Regions from separate parts of the Manis pentadactyla genome. Here region 1 is linked to region 2. The links are chromatin contacts, called in public Hi-C maps. All regions are on one chromosome and are shown on one strand. Each heading gives the region's core, a stretch centred on a gene start, on an enhancer-like site or on the middle of the called end of the contact. The rest is flanking DNA. Distances are from core to core; before and after follow the strand shown. Region 1 holds the start of GAS2 (growth arrest specific 2). Region 2 holds the start of SLC17A6 (solute carrier family 17 member 6).

Region 1 (2,700 bases), core at 93-2,592, 240 kb before region 2:
GCAAAAGGGTGAAGATGAAGGTGGGGGAGAGTTAGGGCTTTGCTTTCCAGGAAGGTTAACTAGAGGAAATTACTGAACCCACCCCACCCCAATTGTACTGCAATGTAGAAAAGAGAATGTTAACCACCGTTTTTGCTCCCTCTCTGTTTCAGACAGTAGAAACTTGGGATGTCTGGGCTAGATTAATTACAATTTACTTTACTGGGCTGATAGAATGTAATTTTGCCAGAATCATCAATGCCACCAAAGCAAAGCTGGTCACTCTGATCCCCAAGTTTCAGATTCCCAAACCCTGCTCTTAGGATGAAAAGAAGACTACGCAAAATCTTTCCAAGGCGGGTTGATTCACCAGCTAGCGTTTGTTTATTCACGAAAACAAAGCTTAACTCCGCCAAACCCGTCGGTCGAAAACAGCGAGTATCACCCCAAGTCACACGTGTCGCGCGCTCTTTCCTCCCGTCCCGGCCTCCTCCACTCAAGCAAAACACTCAGGATCCATTAAGATCATCCCCCTCCGCGCCTTCTCCCCAGTAACAGACAACAGTGAGCATGCATTACAGGGACCCTTATGCACGGGTGCATAAGTGTGCATTTATTATCGCTGGTCTAATTAGAAAACCCCACTTCTGTCCCTGGTTGGCTGAGCCGCCCCAGCCGGCTTTTGCTGCGGCGGTCATTTGGGCTGTTCCACAATAGGGATGAGGAACATAGGGCTGTTTCCAGAGATCAGAGTCACCCACTGCAGCGACCACCCATTCAGCGCCAGACCCGGCCACTGTCCGCGGCTTTCACCCTTCCCAGCCAAGTCCCCGAGGGTATTTTTAACGCCCCTCCCCGCCGCCAACGTGCCCAGGCGGGCAGGGGCGCCCCCAACCCTGGCTGCGCAGCGCGCGCAGCCGCGGAGGAGGCAGGGGGCTGGGCCGGCCCGCCGGGCTCACCCCCGCGTCGGCGCTGGGCAGCAGCAGTTCTCAGGGGCGCCGGGGCTCCCGACCGGGCTCCTGCGGCGTCTCGCGGCGGGGCCCCTCCCGGCGCAGATCCTGCGGCCGCTCTTCGCAGCCCTCCAGCCCCGCGGCAGCGGCATCTGCAGCCGCGCTGCCCCTCTTCATACTTCTCCGAGGGCTCCTCCTGGTGCTGTTGGGGAAACGCTTTTCTCCCCGCTGCCAGAAACAGATTTCCTACATTTCATCAGTCCACATAGACCCAGCGGAAGTAAAATGCTTACTTTTTCTGGTGGACAGCAAACGCAATTGACACTGATTTATCCTTCAAACGGGGAGAGATTGTATTACAAGCCCTTGGCAGCAGTTCCGAGTTTGGGGCCAACCTCCAACCCCGTCTTGGTCCCCCAAACACTAATCTAAGAGAGAAGGGGCGGGGGAAGGTAAGGGGATCATATTTAACTCCAGGGTTTAACAGTCAATGGCTTTTGCACAGTATTAAAATTGGGTGTTGGAAAAGTTTTGCTTTCCTGGCCAGTGATTTTTGCAGACTCAGAGGCATGAGCTTTCCAGTAACTTCGGCCAGTCTTTGTTCCAAGTTGGACAATTTAATTTCTTACAATTCTCTTCAAATACCAGAGTTTAGAAGAGGCTGCACTCACTCACGGCTGTTTTCGCTTTACAAACGGAAATACAATCCCACCCTTGCTTCTCTCGGCCTCAGCTCAGCACTATGTTGACTGTCATGGACAATTTTCTCCAACTGTTGTTTATTAGTATGTGTATTCTGAGACGAAAAGTCTTCCCAGGAAGCAGACAGACGTTCAAGTTCCTGCTTCACTTATAATATCCATGTGACCTCTTCTTGCTTAATGTGCCAGTCACCTCAGGTCACCACTTTCTATGGAGTCTAGATGAAAATCACGCATTTGGTAGTTGTCTTGTTTTTGTGCCCATGGGTTTCAGGTGCGCCTCCCTCCAGTGGGTATGATGGCAGTGACCCAGGTATTCTGATTCTCTCGCGGAAACCATTTTTAACACGGTGACTAACTTACCTGTGGCTCCACAATAGCCAAGTGATGTGGATGATTTTAGATACAATTTTTAAAAGGCATTTTGCGCTTATTATTGCTTCATCTGGAAGTAGTTATTTGCTCTAAGACATCTAGAAACTGCATCAATCTTTGTTTGTAGGAACACTACAAATAATGAAGAGGGGGGAAAAACAGATGGAAAATTTGGTTGCACTGAACTGCAAGCCTTGTATTTTAGTTCAGTGTGATGTTGCAGCTCTCAGCACCATATTCCTCTTTAGCTCCCCACAAGGAAGGAAAAGGAACCATTCCTCATTTTAAGGAGAAACAGTATTATAAAAAGTCCTCTGTTACTGCTTAGATATAAACAACCAAACACAGAGAATAGGTTACTGATGAATTTGAGTAAATGTTTTAAATAATATCTTCTCAAAATCTAACCAGATGTGAGTATTCCTAGAGCCCCAACAAAGTACTTTGAGTTTCTGAACCTGTACAATTTAAGTAAAAGTCCAACATCCTTGATAATTTTTCATGATCAAAACGTCATGAGCCAATAAATGTTAACTTAAGTATTCTCAGGGCATATAATAAGAGTTCAAGGAAACTAACACCTTGAATTATGAAAAGCTTAGATCCTATTCCTCTCCAGATATAAAAATTCTTGCCACATTGTTCAATATTAATGTTATAAAAAGCAAGGTGTAAAGCAATAGTTTTGTTGACTC
Region 2 (2,700 bases), core at 192-2,691:
TAATTTGGTGTCCCTATAAGCAACAAAAGAAAGGTTCTTTGAACAGGTGCTGGTCATTTCTCAATTGTAAAGAGGATTAAGTCTGGGCAGGAAAGGATGAGATTCTGCAGGTACCAAAAACAAAAATCACACACACACAGCTACACAAAGCAGACAGGTTCATTTACTGCAACATTCCTGAATTAACAAGCAGGTTTCCAGAGCAGCCCTACTCCAGCAATGAGCAACAAAAAAAGATTTTCCGATCACACTACAGTCTCTCTAAGCAACCAGGGTTTTACGGAAGTAGCCCTGCAGATTTTTTCATGCTGAGCCCCAGGCAAATATAGGTTTCCTTTCTCTTACCTGTAGATCTGGCCAAGGGATTTTCCAGCAAAATTCTTTAGCCCCTCTTTTCCTGGGGTCAAAATCCTTTGTTTTACCGACTCCATTCTTGCAAACACTGGTGTCGGCTCTTGCCAGATTTAAATACTGATCGCTAAGAAAGACGAGACTTGCGCATATTTTCTTAATCGCTTAAGGTAGTTGTGGTCTTTCTCTTCTCAACAGAATGGTATTGGTATGCCTCCAGCAAGAGTGCGAGTGAAAGAGCGGAGGGAGGGTGAGAGAACGGAATACAACAGAATAGCTGCAAGCAACCCACGGTTTCCTAATAGGAGAGTTGGTAGACACAATCAGAAAGTCTCATTGGAAGGGGAGGATCCGGTGGCAAAGGGCGCGCGCAGTGCCATGGTATTTGGGCAGGTGCAGACGAGTCCTTGTCCTGCTAGTCCACTGAAAACAATGCAAAGTCTCGACTTGCAAAGCCTTTTTTTTTTTTTTTTTTTTGCGGTCAAATCTTGTGGCTTCTAAACGGAGGGGTGGAAATATCACAGAACCCTTGTGTAAGGGCAAAGTCAAAAGAATAGTACTTTTTAAAATGGTGTCTTTGCTGTAAGAAGCAGACTACTTCCAAACTCATGGGATCATCTTAGGTCTCAGGTGAGCAATGCTGCAATTAGTTTTTCCTCCTTGCCTCTGATCTCCACCCATCACGCCGGCGCAACTCTGCTCTGCGGTAGAGTCGAATTAAGATGGAGAAAGCTTGCTGCTCTTTGAGGACGTGAGTGAATAACAAATACACAGTTCTGATTTGGGCAGTGTCAGGATAGATTTTTTTTTTTTCAGCACGGCTGACAGCGTTTGTGAGGGCGCGCCTCGGCAGAATGGTTCAGCACCACGGACAGAGTAAGTTTCCGGAAAAGGGAACGCTTCTTTCGGCTTGCCAGGTTGCCAAGTTTCTAGGGGAGCAGGGCGGATCGCCCTGACCAAAGACCATTCTGAGGATCTTCAGAAATGGATGCTATGGAAACCAAGTGAGAATATGTCATAATCGCCAGAGTTTGTAGGAAGAATGGTGCATTTGGCTCTGCAAGGGAGGAAGACTTTATTAAAAATTGACAAGTAACTTCTGATTTCCTACATTTGCCCAGCATGCTGGCACCAGCTCTCACCGTGTAGCAGGGAAGGAAGATTATAACATGTATCAATTATGTTTATGGAATTTCGTGGCACCTGGATTCCCTTGGATATAAAATATATGTACAGAAACTGCATAATTATACTCATGTGTTCCATTTTAACTCCTGATAAGAAAAGAAAAGAAAGAAAGGGAGAGAGGAGAGAAGGGGAAAGGCTGCAAGAATAGCTGCAACCTTAGTGCTCTTGTTTAAGTAAAAGAAGCAACTTAATAAAAAAATTCCTTGGTATTAATATGGTTTTTCACTTAACTAATTTACAACACACTACTGAAATATCAATATACTGATAAAATTTGTGGCTATACCTTGTGATTGTCAACAAATTATCACTGATGATATTTTCAAGTTTTATTTTAAATTACTTGTATTATTTTAAAATGTGCTTTTTTTCTTTGTACAATCTTCTCCTAAAGCAGAATTATAGAGACATTCCTGTAAACTTTTGCTTTCAAACATAAAAGTATAGCATCAATGAATCTAGTTCATTAAGCAAATTAAGAAACCCATGCTATCTTAATGTTAATTATTAATGCACTTGACAAGAACCACAAACCTTTCAGATGCAATTCGGGTAAATGATTACCAAAGAGATTGCCCTTGAAACACATTCTCAAGGTTAAAATCCTTGTATTCCCTTAAACCAACAGAGGAAGGAGATTTTTCTTAGGGATCCTGGGTCCAAGTCTCAAAAGTATGAATCTCAATACAGAGTCATGTAAGAATGTTCCCTGAATAGGTCAAATAATACAGTGGGTATGTGTATTCCAAATGGATAGCTGAAAAACATTATCAAAAGTAGCATAAGCCATCTGCCATTGTTAAATTTGATAGTTATATTTTTTTTCATTATGAATCATGACAAAGAAAAGGATACCAGAGGCATCTTTCTCTTATTTTGAAAAGCATGTGTTAAAATATATGTCTCCAATAAAACACTGTACCAGATTTTTCTAAAACTCTGGAATGCCTCAAAATAATATCTGTCCCAAAAGGTGTGAAAAGTAAAATAACACATTAAACTACTTCTCTCCAAATAAAAGATTCAAATTAAACAGAACTTGACAAATCTCAGTTCTATTCAAAATATGTTTTTAGAATCTTTAGTGATCAATTTCATTAAGTATAACTCATTTAATATTTACAATTTTGAAATTATGGAAAGTTATACAAAAAATAGAAG

What was found. A called contact is a pair of places that touch in the nucleus more often than the background predicts.
Region 1: a contact with region 2 is called in a Hi-C map of fibroblasts, with 3 times the contacts expected there. The contact joins the promoter of GAS2 here to the promoter of SLC17A6 in region 2. A contact is called at or near these places in 2 of 3 Hi-C or Micro-C datasets (fibroblasts and skin fibroblasts).

Annotation. Positions count from the first base shown.
Region 1 is chr9:61,531,481-61,534,180 of mManPen7.hap1, reverse strand. It overlaps GAS2 (growth arrest specific 2), which reads right to left and starts at 1,342. Exons shown (of 9, transcript XM_036932716.2): 1 at 1,223-1,342.
Region 2 is chr9:61,286,916-61,289,615 of mManPen7.hap1, reverse strand. It overlaps SLC17A6 (solute carrier family 17 member 6), which reads right to left and starts at 1,441. Exons shown (of 12, transcript XM_036932733.2): 1 at 346-1,441. The coding sequence starts at 431.